Regions from separate parts of the Mus musculus genome. Here all the other regions are linked to region 1. The links are chromatin contacts, called in public HiChIP or PLAC-seq and Micro-C maps. All regions are on one chromosome and are shown on one strand. The core of a region is the stretch at or near the end of the contact, and the rest is flanking DNA. Distances in the headings are between cores, read along the strand shown.

The links. A called contact is a pair of places that touch in the nucleus more often than the background predicts. HiChIP or PLAC-seq counts read pairs in DNA pulled down with a chosen protein or histone mark.
Region 2: a contact with region 1 is called in a Micro-C map of the G1E-ER4 cell line, with 2.8 times the contacts expected there. The contact joins the enhancer-like site here to the promoter of Rrm2 in region 1. A contact is called at or near these places in 18 of 39 promoter capture datasets (the 3T3-L1 cell line, 3T3-L1-derived adipocytes, the C10 cell line and 12 more), 11 of 15 datasets of contacts at CTCF or cohesin (CD8 T cells, the G1E-ER4 cell line, the NIH/3T3 cell line and 5 more), 236 of 484 Hi-C or Micro-C datasets (the 3T3-L1 cell line, 3T3-L1-derived adipocytes, 8-cell embryo and 120 more), 37 of 115 datasets of contacts at active chromatin or transcription factors (the 230-238 cell line, the NIH/3T3 cell line, the SCID.adh cell line and 19 more) and 5 of 9 other capture datasets (adipose tissue, embryonic stem cells, embryonic tail and 2 more).
Region 3: a contact with region 1 is called in an H3K27ac HiChIP or PLAC-seq map of trophoblast stem cells, with 13 read pairs. The contact joins the enhancer-like site here to the promoter of Rrm2 in region 1. A contact is called at or near these places in 4 of 39 promoter capture datasets (hippocampal neurons, liver and macrophages), 3 of 15 datasets of contacts at CTCF or cohesin (CD8 T cells, the G1E-ER4 cell line and large pre-B cells), 37 of 484 Hi-C or Micro-C datasets (the AML12 cell line, B cells, the CH12 cell line and 20 more), 9 of 115 datasets of contacts at active chromatin or transcription factors (bone marrow-derived dendritic cells, differentiating embryonic stem cells, embryonic stem cells and 4 more) and 3 of 9 other capture datasets (adipose tissue, embryonic stem cells and pancreatic islet).

The regions. Positions count from the first base shown.
Region 1 is chr12:24,706,606-24,709,830 of GRCm38.p6, reverse strand. It overlaps Rrm2 (ribonucleotide reductase M2), which reads right to left and starts at 1,577. Exons shown (of 10, transcript NM_009104.2): 1 at 1,386-1,577; 2 at 1,197-1,271; 3 at 746-892; 4 at 390-506. The coding sequence starts at 1,484.
Region 2 is chr12:24,602,605-24,605,829 of GRCm38.p6, reverse strand. It overlaps Grhl1 (grainyhead like transcription factor 1), which reads right to left. Exons shown (of 16, transcript NM_001161406.1): 9 at 2,764-2,922. Among named protein-coding and RNA genes, the nearest start is that of Grhl1, 32 kb to the right of the region's middle. Within about 2 kb of position 1,654, at least 5 of the 459 cell types and tissues checked have an H3K27ac peak or open chromatin away from gene starts, as enhancers often do. A contact at or near this core is called in the G1E-ER4 cell line, the MNK3 cell line and the SCID.adh cell line, where this site is marked.
Region 3 is chr12:24,620,764-24,623,988 of GRCm38.p6, reverse strand. No RefSeq gene overlaps it. Among named protein-coding and RNA genes, the nearest start is that of Klf11, 29 kb to the left of the region's middle. Within about 2 kb of position 1,453, at least 11 of the 459 cell types and tissues checked have an H3K27ac peak or open chromatin away from gene starts, as enhancers often do. A contact at or near this core is called in pancreatic islet and trophoblast stem cells, where this site is marked.

The DNA.
Region 1 (3,225 bases), core at 328-2,827:
AAAGTTAAGCATGTAGGTACAAAGAGAAAAACTCACTACTGCTCCTTAGCAGAGGGAAAGACTAACATGATGAACGTTAACATAACATTCATAGCTCTTAAAAAGTTTGTTTTGCTTGTGCTTGCCTGGGAATGGGTCCGTGCATGTATAGGCAAGTGCCCAAGGTCAGAGTTGCCTTGGTGAGAGGAGCTCACCAGCAGATGGGAAGCAGTCCAACAGGGGTAACTCATAACAGAACCTGGGTCTTCCGCCCAAGCAGGAAGTGTGTTAACCAGAGCGGAGACTGGAGTCAGTCATCTATCCCTCCAGCCCCGCTTCAGGGCAAAAGATAGAGAGCCAGGAACCAGTTCTGGATCTAAGTGAATTATGGGTATTTCATGCCAACTCACCAAGTTCTCATTGACTATGCCATCACTCGCTGCAAAGAAAGCCAGAACGTGAGATATAAAATGTCTCTCATCGGGTTTCAGAGCTTCCCAGTGCTGAATATCCTTGGAAAGGTCCACCTGAAGTTTAGAAGTTCACGATTAGCAGGTCTGTAGGTCTCTCTCTCTTTCTCTCTCTCATACACACACACTTTAAAACTGAAGTCCCCCAAACCATCTCATTACCGAATTCTTCACATCCATTATTCCCTTTGTTTCAGGGAACACCCAATATCTCAGTGAGCTACCATTCCCAAGGGCAAAAAGTTGTGACGGCCATGCGGGAGCCTTCTGACACACAGCAAGTCCTGAACGATTACCTCCTCGGCAGTCCAAAAGGAGGCCTCGGCTTTCTTGTACATCTGCCAGATATCATGGTACTCGATGGGAAAGACAACGAAGCGGCGGGGGTTTTCTCTCAGTAACGGCTCATCCTCAACGCTGGGGTTAGTAGGCGCTTTACTTTCCTGTTGGATGAGAGAGAGTGCCAAGTGAACCAACCCCCAAATGCCAACCGAACCGCAGGAAACTGCTAGCCAGTGTCTCATCAGATCGAGTACTTTCAACGATTGGTAATCTCGTGTGCTTAGCTGTCACGCTGCACTCTACTATTACCATAGGCCGACCCGAGTAGGACATTCTGAGGAGACACTTTGGCGGGAAAGAAGAGTCAAATAATTCAGCTGGGACAATGCAGATTTAGCGCCAACGAGCGGGCGCCCTCTACTGGGAGCCTAAGCGACCCACCTCAGCCCCACACGGGCCACTCACCAGCTCGGCGGAGTCCTGGAAGATTCTCCTCGCAGCTTTGCTGGCCAGGACGCGGGTGCTGCTGAGAGTCGGGGGCTGTAGGGGGACACGCGTGGTGAATGGCGGTAGGCACCCTCCACCCTCCCGGGTCCGGGAACCCACGACCTGCCAGTGCACATCCAACCCAGCCGGCACCTGGGCCGCCCTCACCGTGTTCTCCTTGTCAGCCAGGGTGAGTCGCTTCAGCGGCGACAACTGCAGCTGCTGCTGGTCAGCGATGGTGGCGAGCGGGGTGCGGACGGAGAGCATGGCGAACGAGGGCAGCGGCGGAGACGGCGAGGAGCAGGCGAAAACAGCTGGAATCCGGTGCACCGCCGACTGCCAGCGCCCGCGCCCTTTAAAGAGCCACCCAACCGCGCGCTCCGAGGGGGCGTGGCCTCGCCTCCCATTGGACGCCGCTGACCCCGCTCGCCGCCCAGCGCGGGAGATTTGAGTTGCGCCGCAGGCCTTCCGCACAAAGACCTTTAAGGAGCCTGCGCCGGCCGGGTGCGCGGGCGCTCGCGGGGCCGGAACCGGTTAGGATTGCGAGAGCCTTGGGGATTGAGCGCGCAGGGGGTCGCCGGGCGGGCGTTGCCGCTGAGGTTGGTGCCAAGGGTGGAGTGACGCTGCTGGCCTCTGGGACACGTCGCCTTGACTGTCTTCATGTCCCAAGTAGAGGGGTGCGGGGGACCCTGGTTTCTTAAAGAGATTCGGGGTCCCGAGCAATCGCACCGGCCTTGTGGGATTAAGGGGGTCCTCAAACTAGGGTTCCCTAAAAAGCTGTCTTCAAACTCATGAAGGGGTACGGATGCAGCCTTGGGTTCCTTTTCTACCCTGCCCCTCCTGTCAGACCCCTGTCCCCTCTGTCCCAATTAGTTTAAAAGCTGCCAGACGATTACAAATTCCAGGAAGCTCACAGGATGGTGACGAGTCATACATTCATTTTACGACTCTGGGCGTCCAGTAGTCTAAAGACGAATCTGCAAATTCCTGTGGTGAGGGTGGAGACAAGAACTCAAGTTTCCATCTTTCTGATTTGCCCTACGGGGTCCAAGATACCAGAGATAAAGCGCTGAGATGGGACACTGAGATCCCGGGGAAAAACGTGGAACCTGGGAAGGCTCCACTGACTCTCCCAGGTCAAATATTTTAAAAGAGGACGAGGGGAGGCTCCCCTCTGCTTGTGTCCTAAGTTCTCTCACTGTAGATGCTGTAAAAAATCTCTGAACACCATGTGGCAGCTCAAAGTTAAAGCAGGCGGCATCCACCGCTGCACAATTTATTGATGCTGGGGACAAAACCCAGGACTTCTTCCATGCTAAGCTAACTGGGCCATATCGATAAATATTTTAAATCACCTCTAGCAAAATTGTCAGTTCTTTTTTTTAACATATAATTTCTAATTCACATTCCATTCCTCCGTTATCCGAGGGGTTTGCCTTTGGCTCCTCTAGCTCCTGGTGTACTCAGTACAAATGAGGTCTGGCTACTAAAATAACACTCGACCACTGAGGGAAGGAGAAGGTCGCCGCCATTCTCTTCTCCCTGCTCACAACCTCCTCCAAACGCCTCTTCCTCCCGCCAAGCAGGCTGAGCTTAGTGGGCAGCCCCGCCTAGGTTCCCCTGTACCGGGACCTGTCAGGAGCTGAGCGCTTTTGCTTCTGGCGCGGTTTTTAACCTCTGCTCTGTGATTGGTTGGTTCAACTTCAAGATTCCCAGCCCCACCGGCCCGCGCGCGCTGCGGTCACTCAAGGGCAAGTCCGCTTTCAGGTGACCTTAGATGTGGAAACCGAGTCCCCGCAGGCATCCAGCGTTTCCCCGCCAAATCCTCTCAGCTGTCAGCACTCACAGTCCCTGTACAGCTTGATCATCATATACATGTTTAATCCAGATGGAAAGGGAAAACGGGTATTTTTAGGCCTGTTTTATAGGTAACTGAAGTAAAGGCCTGAGGGACCTGGAAACTACCCAAGGTCCCACAACTTTAGACCCTTGCTAACTCCTTTTCTTT
Region 2 (3,225 bases), core at 405-2,904, 100 kb after region 1:
CCCTTTGCTTGCTAAGTAGAGACATGACCTAAAAAGGGTCCAGCCTCAACTTTTAGGGATGGAAACTGCCATGTCAGAGATGCAAGCACCAATGGACGGAGCTCAGCTCACCAGTGGACGGCCACAGGTCAGTAAACCCAGGACAATGGAAGAAACTACCTGAAATGAGGTAAGAAAAAATCAAACCACAACAATAACGATAGGCCATGGGTGAAACTCAAAGCATCACGGGTACAACTGGAGAACCCAAGGGGAAGGAGTAGGCATGTCTGAAGAAACAACAGGCAGACATGTTCCAAACCCAATGACAGCCATAAACACATAAACGCTCAGAGAACTCAAGAACGTGGAGCCTCCTCAGATTCAACTCTTAGCAGCAGTGGAAGAGAAAAACCTTGGAAAGAGTTACAGACAGGGAGATCTTACGCACAGAAGAGACCTGGGTGGCTGCAGCCTCGTCAGCAGTACCAGCTCCAAGTCCGTGCAGCATCCGTGAACGGACCGCCGGACCTTACACCAGCACAGGAGCCTAAGGTGAGACACCTCGCATGCAGAAAAGCTGAAGGATTCAGTCCTAGTTCACAGATACTGCACGATGTTAAAGAAAGTGCTGGAACAGTGCGGGGGACATCTGACCATAAGCTCTTCGGATCTCTCTCTCTCACCATCACCTACTGGGAATGTGCTCAGTCACAGCGGGGCTTGTCCCCAAACATTAGCCTAAAGGCCCCGCAGCCTGTCAGGGCTAAGAGGACTGTGACCCTCAGGGAGACTGACTTCTGTGGGGAGTGAATGAGATGGCAGCAGAGGTCTTAATTAAGCTCAGGGAAACAGACAGGAGGCCCTGGAGTTCAAGGTCAGTCTTGCCTGTATAATGGGCATGAACGACAAGTGGCAAGGAATGGGCCAGGGAGACATACAAGCTTCTGGAAAAGCAGCCACCCAAGCTCCAACTTTAGAAATTCAAACGCTGCCCTCATTTTCTCTAAGAATGTGCTGAGGGGCTACCGCTCCTGAAAGAGGAAACGCTGTCATTTATCAAATGGCATTAGCAGTTAAGCAGCTCATGACAAAGAGACAACAAAGAGCAACTTCCTTTGGAAAGAAGAATACTGTAGGTACACCAAAGGAGACTCCAAAGTGCCTTACCTCAGGTTTCTGACTACAAGTTGAGACCAGCCTCACAAAGTGAGTCGTGAGAGCCAGGAGAAGGTGCCCGAAAGGCAGAGCGTGGCAAGCCGGCCAACCAGAGTCAGGGATGCAGGTGGGCAGCAAAGAGCCCAGGGCTTATGAAAAGCCTTCAGGGTACTCAGAAAATGAGGGCCCGGATTCTCAAGGGTGCGCAGGGACATTATTAGTCAGGAAAGATGTAACCGAAACATCACATGTGGGGAAAATGTTTGAATAAAGCTGCAATTTCTCTAGTGTTATAAAAAGAGCACAGACGTTCTGATAGCTCCTTCTATGGTGTTTCTGCTTTGGCTTTGAGACAGGTCTCTGTGTATAGCCCAGGCAGGCCTCCATCTCCTGATTCTCTTGGCCTTTCAGGAGCTGGTGCCACATGCCTGGATCGTCAGGGTTTCTTGGGCTCCAGAGGAATGTGGTCAGATGGGAAGAGACTGGCCTAGGTCAGAGGTACCGGTGCCCACAAGTTGTGACTCACGGTTTCCAAGTGCGGGCCACAGGAAGCACCTGGGTTCCAGTAATCCCCACACCTGATCCTGGGGCTGGAGAAGGGGCAGGTTACATGGCAAGGGGGAGGGAAGGCTGGAGGTGATTACAAGGGACCAGGAGGTGGAACAATCAGAGGCGGTCTAAAGATGCAGAGAAGACAGTCTTGAAAGGAATGCTGCACACAACTTCAATGTTGGCCCAGTGACTCTGAGCTTTAAACCACTGAATTTGTGAAAATTTGGGCTGGGAGATAGCTCAGTGGTTAAGAGCACTGACTGCTCTTCCGAAGGTCCTGAGTTCAAGTCCCAGCAACCACATGGTGGCTCACAACCATCCGTAATGAGATCTGACTCCCTCTTTTGGTGTGTCTGAAGCAGCTACAGTGTACTTATTAATAATAATAAATACATCTTTGGGCCGGAGCAAGTGGGGTTGACCGGAGAGAACAGGGCCGACCAGGATGAGCAGAGGTCCTAAATTCAATTCCCGCAACCACATGAAGGCTCACAACCATCTGTACAGCTACAGTGTACTCATATACATAAAAATAAGTAAATACATCTTTTAAAAAAACTCATTTAAAAAATTGTGAAAATCTGTAACAGGTGGAGACCCTGGCCTGCAGATGTATTCAATCTGACAGGCTGTTGAGAAAGCTCTCTGACCTGGAAGGTTCCAGGCGCCCTCCAGTGGTCAGATACAACAGCCCTACCAGAGTCTCCAGGACTTGACAGGGAAACCTTGGCTCTGCACCTGGCAAAAGTGTGTTTCCCAGGAAGAAGGAGCTGCAACATAGAAATTTGGGAGATGGCCTGCCAAAGAGCCTTCAGGGCAGAGAGTCAGGTGGAGGGTGATCAATACAGTAGTTCTTGATCTGGGCCCAGGACCGGGGCCACATCCTTTACTTTACCAGACACAACCACCAAAAAGAACCTTCTCAGTTGTTTTTAGTTCAGTGTTTCCCGTTCCTTCTACAGTGCTGCTCTTCCCACAAGGGTAAGACAGTAAGCACCCACGAGAGGTTAGCTGCTCTCTGTGCAAGGATGAGCCCACCTCACGTGCTCTTCCCTGAGCCCGCTGCTCTCTCACCTTGTCGCAGAAGACCTTTATCTGGCAGTAGGCCCGGTGAACCGGCTTGTTGCTGCGGTTGTTATAGCTGTATGTGTCGATTTGAATGTTGAGTGGCAAGCCCTTCACACCCTTCTGAGAAGAGAAATCTGTGCTCAAGCAGTTCACAGAGATGAAGACCTGTGAAGAAGAGAAGGCTCCGTGAGGGGCAACTCCAGCAGCTGGCCAGGCCCGGCCTTGCAAATGCTGACATGACAGACACTTGAGACTCTCCTGAAAGCCGCCATTTAGAGGCAGCGAAGGACTCTTCTAGAGAGCAGTGAGTACAGGTGTGCAGCAGGAGAAGGAGCATGCAAGCTCTGTTTACTCTCAGGGTGGCTCTTGGGTATCAGCCAGGACAGTGGACAATGTGGCTGTCATGGCTGGTGTCATTTTCCTGGGACACCGTAAAATGTCTCTTGGCTGCTGGGGACAACTCTGGAA
Region 3 (3,225 bases), core at 204-2,703, 86 kb after region 1:
CTACTGTGAGAGGGTAGACACTGAGAAGGACACTGTGTCTTCACAAGAAGGCTCAGCAGATGACGAAGTGATGACAGCTCTGTCTGTGGGTGACACATACGGCCCCTGGGGATGGAGATGACCTTGTCCAACCACACTGTTTCTAGACTCTATGGTAGAGCTGATAATAGGCGCAGGCTTCTCTCTCTCTCCCCCTGGAGACTTCCTGGATAGAGACTGCTGGTCCCAAGAGCACCGCTGTCCTCTGGAGTCATGGCCTGCAGGATGTTTGCTTAGCCTTCTCATTAGCAGCCATGCAGATGAAGTGCGCCGTGCTGGTCCCCGGTAACAGCATCAGCGCAGACTGCTGGGTACACCATGTACTCCATCTGCACTGACAGAGCAAGAAGTCTATTTTCTTCCTGGTGTAACACAGACGTGGAGGGAGGGAGTGAGGCTAGAGAAGAATACAACCTGTTGGGGTGGGAAACTACAGAAAAGAGGGGTCCTGAGGCTCCAGACAGCCACACGAGGGCTGTGGAGAACAGGGCTTCTATCCGGACAGCAGAGCCAAGCCCCAGGTAGGCTAAGCACGTGCAGCATTTGCCTTGCGCACAGGGCCACCCCTACACAGTCTCGGCTAGGAAGTAGGCGGGTGGGTTGTTCAACTGAACATGAGATCTCTGTAACTTCCAGGGAAACAGAATGAGCCGGAGCTATTGAACTGATAGATCGAGGAGAGATTTGATAGACAGATGATAGATACCAGTAACAGGTCAGTTGATAGGTAGACAAGCTACACATGTGTAGACAATCCCATCACTAAAATCTCATTCCACAGGGGGGACCACAGGGAAGATACAAACAATGGCTACCCTCCCTCCTAAGGCCACCAGTCACAGAGAGCAAGGTTTGAGTCCACCAAAGTTCACTTGAGTTTATTGGGCTTCCTTACAGAGCATCGGCGAGGGACAACTTACAGGAGTGAGGGTGCTTCTTCCACAGGACGCCACACTTGAAGGTCTTCATCCAGGCAGGGATAAAGATGGCTTTTCCACAGCTGCACAGACGAAGCCCCCTCTGAGTCCCTTCCCCTAAATGTATGCTCTAGCTCCTCCCTGAGGCCATATGATATGGGGCAGGTAGTCAGATGAGGGTCCTGTGACTTCCCTACCCATCACTGAAGGGAAATAGTAAGCCCAGCTGGGTGATCGTTTGTTGCCTGTTGCAGAGGTGTAAAAAACAAAACAAAACAAAACAAAAATCTGTTTTTCCTTTTTCACACCCTGATCCCAGAATGACAACTCTGAGACTAACTCTTTATTATTAAGTAGCTAAGCCATAAACTTTGGCTCATTTCCTGACTAGCTCATAATGTATTTAACCCCTTCGAACTAGTCTGTCTTCCACACGGTTAGTCACCTCTTCTTTGTTCTAACCCGCAGCTTCCTCAGCATGTCTCTAGAATCTCCCTTTCTTCTCTTACTATTTCCCACAATCCTCTCTTCTTGCCAGTGTCCCACCTCCTATTTCCTTGTCTCAGTTCATTGGCCATAGGCTTTTTTATTGACAGCTGATGCTTATAAGAGATTCTTTCTACACAGAGGACTGTAGAAGTTAATTCTGGTTCTTCCCGTAGACCCATGCTTCCGGAAATAATACTCAGACTCAAAACATATTTACAAATACCTTAGTATTGTTAGGCTCTTTTCTGACTAGAATCGTAACTAAAATGACCCACTTATTTTAACCTACATTCTGCCACGTGGCTGGTTACCTGTGCTCAGGTACCATGCATCCATCACATCCTCCCAGATGACTCCTGTGCCTGGCACTATCCCAGAATTCTCTTTGCCTCCAGAATGTCTCACCTACTGTTCTACAGGCGATGCATCCACACAATACATAAGATATTCTCTCTACAGAGGACAGTCCTGTTCATCTCTATATAACCATATATAGTTATCTCCCATTGTCTCTTTAATGCATACAGATACATGTAAAGGGTGGGGACCACAAAATTATCCAGAGAAGTTCGTTTGCTTACTGGAGACCGGGGGGGGGGGGGCGCGGCTAATTTGGTCTCAGTCTGGGTTTGGGGAGGTGGAAAAGGCAGAGCAATGGTGTCAGTGTTGGTCTGGGTTTGAAGGCCTGAGAACCCAGAGCAGGGATAACCGAGGGCAGGAAGAGAGGCAGATACACCAGCCCAAGAAGAGAGAGTGGATCTATCCTTCCTTTACTAATCTACCTCTGATTCCAGAGGGCTGGATAGTGCAAGCCCATATTGGTCCACTGATTCAAACACTACTATGTGGGATGTGACTCTCTCATTGTATTTTAGTTAAGGCCACTCGTAGCCTAGACTGGCCTTGAACTCACCACATACCAAGGGCGACCTTGAACTGTTGACCCTCTTGTCTTCCCCTCCCAAGTCCTGGGACACGAGTCTGCCTCCATATCCCCAATGCTCATCTCTTCTAGAAATGTCAGAGGCTGCTGGACGTGATGTTTTGCCAGATCCCTGGGAAATCTTAGCCTCTGCCCACCCTTTGCCAGTTTAGTAACCACACTCATCACCTTAGGCCACACTTCATCTCCAAACAAGACACGCCTCTTCTCTCACAGCCAAAGACAGCCTAATCCCCTCTCCCAGGAGAAGGTGACATCTTTGAGCTATGTGTACTCTCTTAATAATTCATACCTTAAAATACTATGCTGTCAACGTGCGATTCTCAAATACCAATACAAGTCACTACATCTTACATGCCACATAGTATGGGAGTAAGCAAGGAGAAAAAACCAGAGATTTTCATCAGATGTGGATCTATGCATAGTTTTATTTATAACGATGAGGAATTATGTCTATCACAGTCCTCAGTTTGTGACTGGTTATAGGTAGTAGCTGCCATTTATATATAAACTACCTTCTATGTGTTCTGTATTTGCTTGGACTGAGCTATATACTGTGGGACTGTGAAAGGCAGCCTATTTTCTGGTTGAGCTAGGTTTAAACCCTGGAGACCCAGCAGATAACTCGGCAAGGGACAGAAGGCGTTTGCCACACTCTTAGACACCAGGCTCCTGACACGAGGCCTCAGCTCTCCATAATTCTGTGGCCATCAGTCACATAAGGGCAACGCCCCAAACCCCTCCACAGGTAGAGGATGTGACTACAGATCACATAGCCTCAAGACAGATCTCCACTTTAATGAGATACCTAAAGGCCTGAAGGGCTTAGCCAATTAA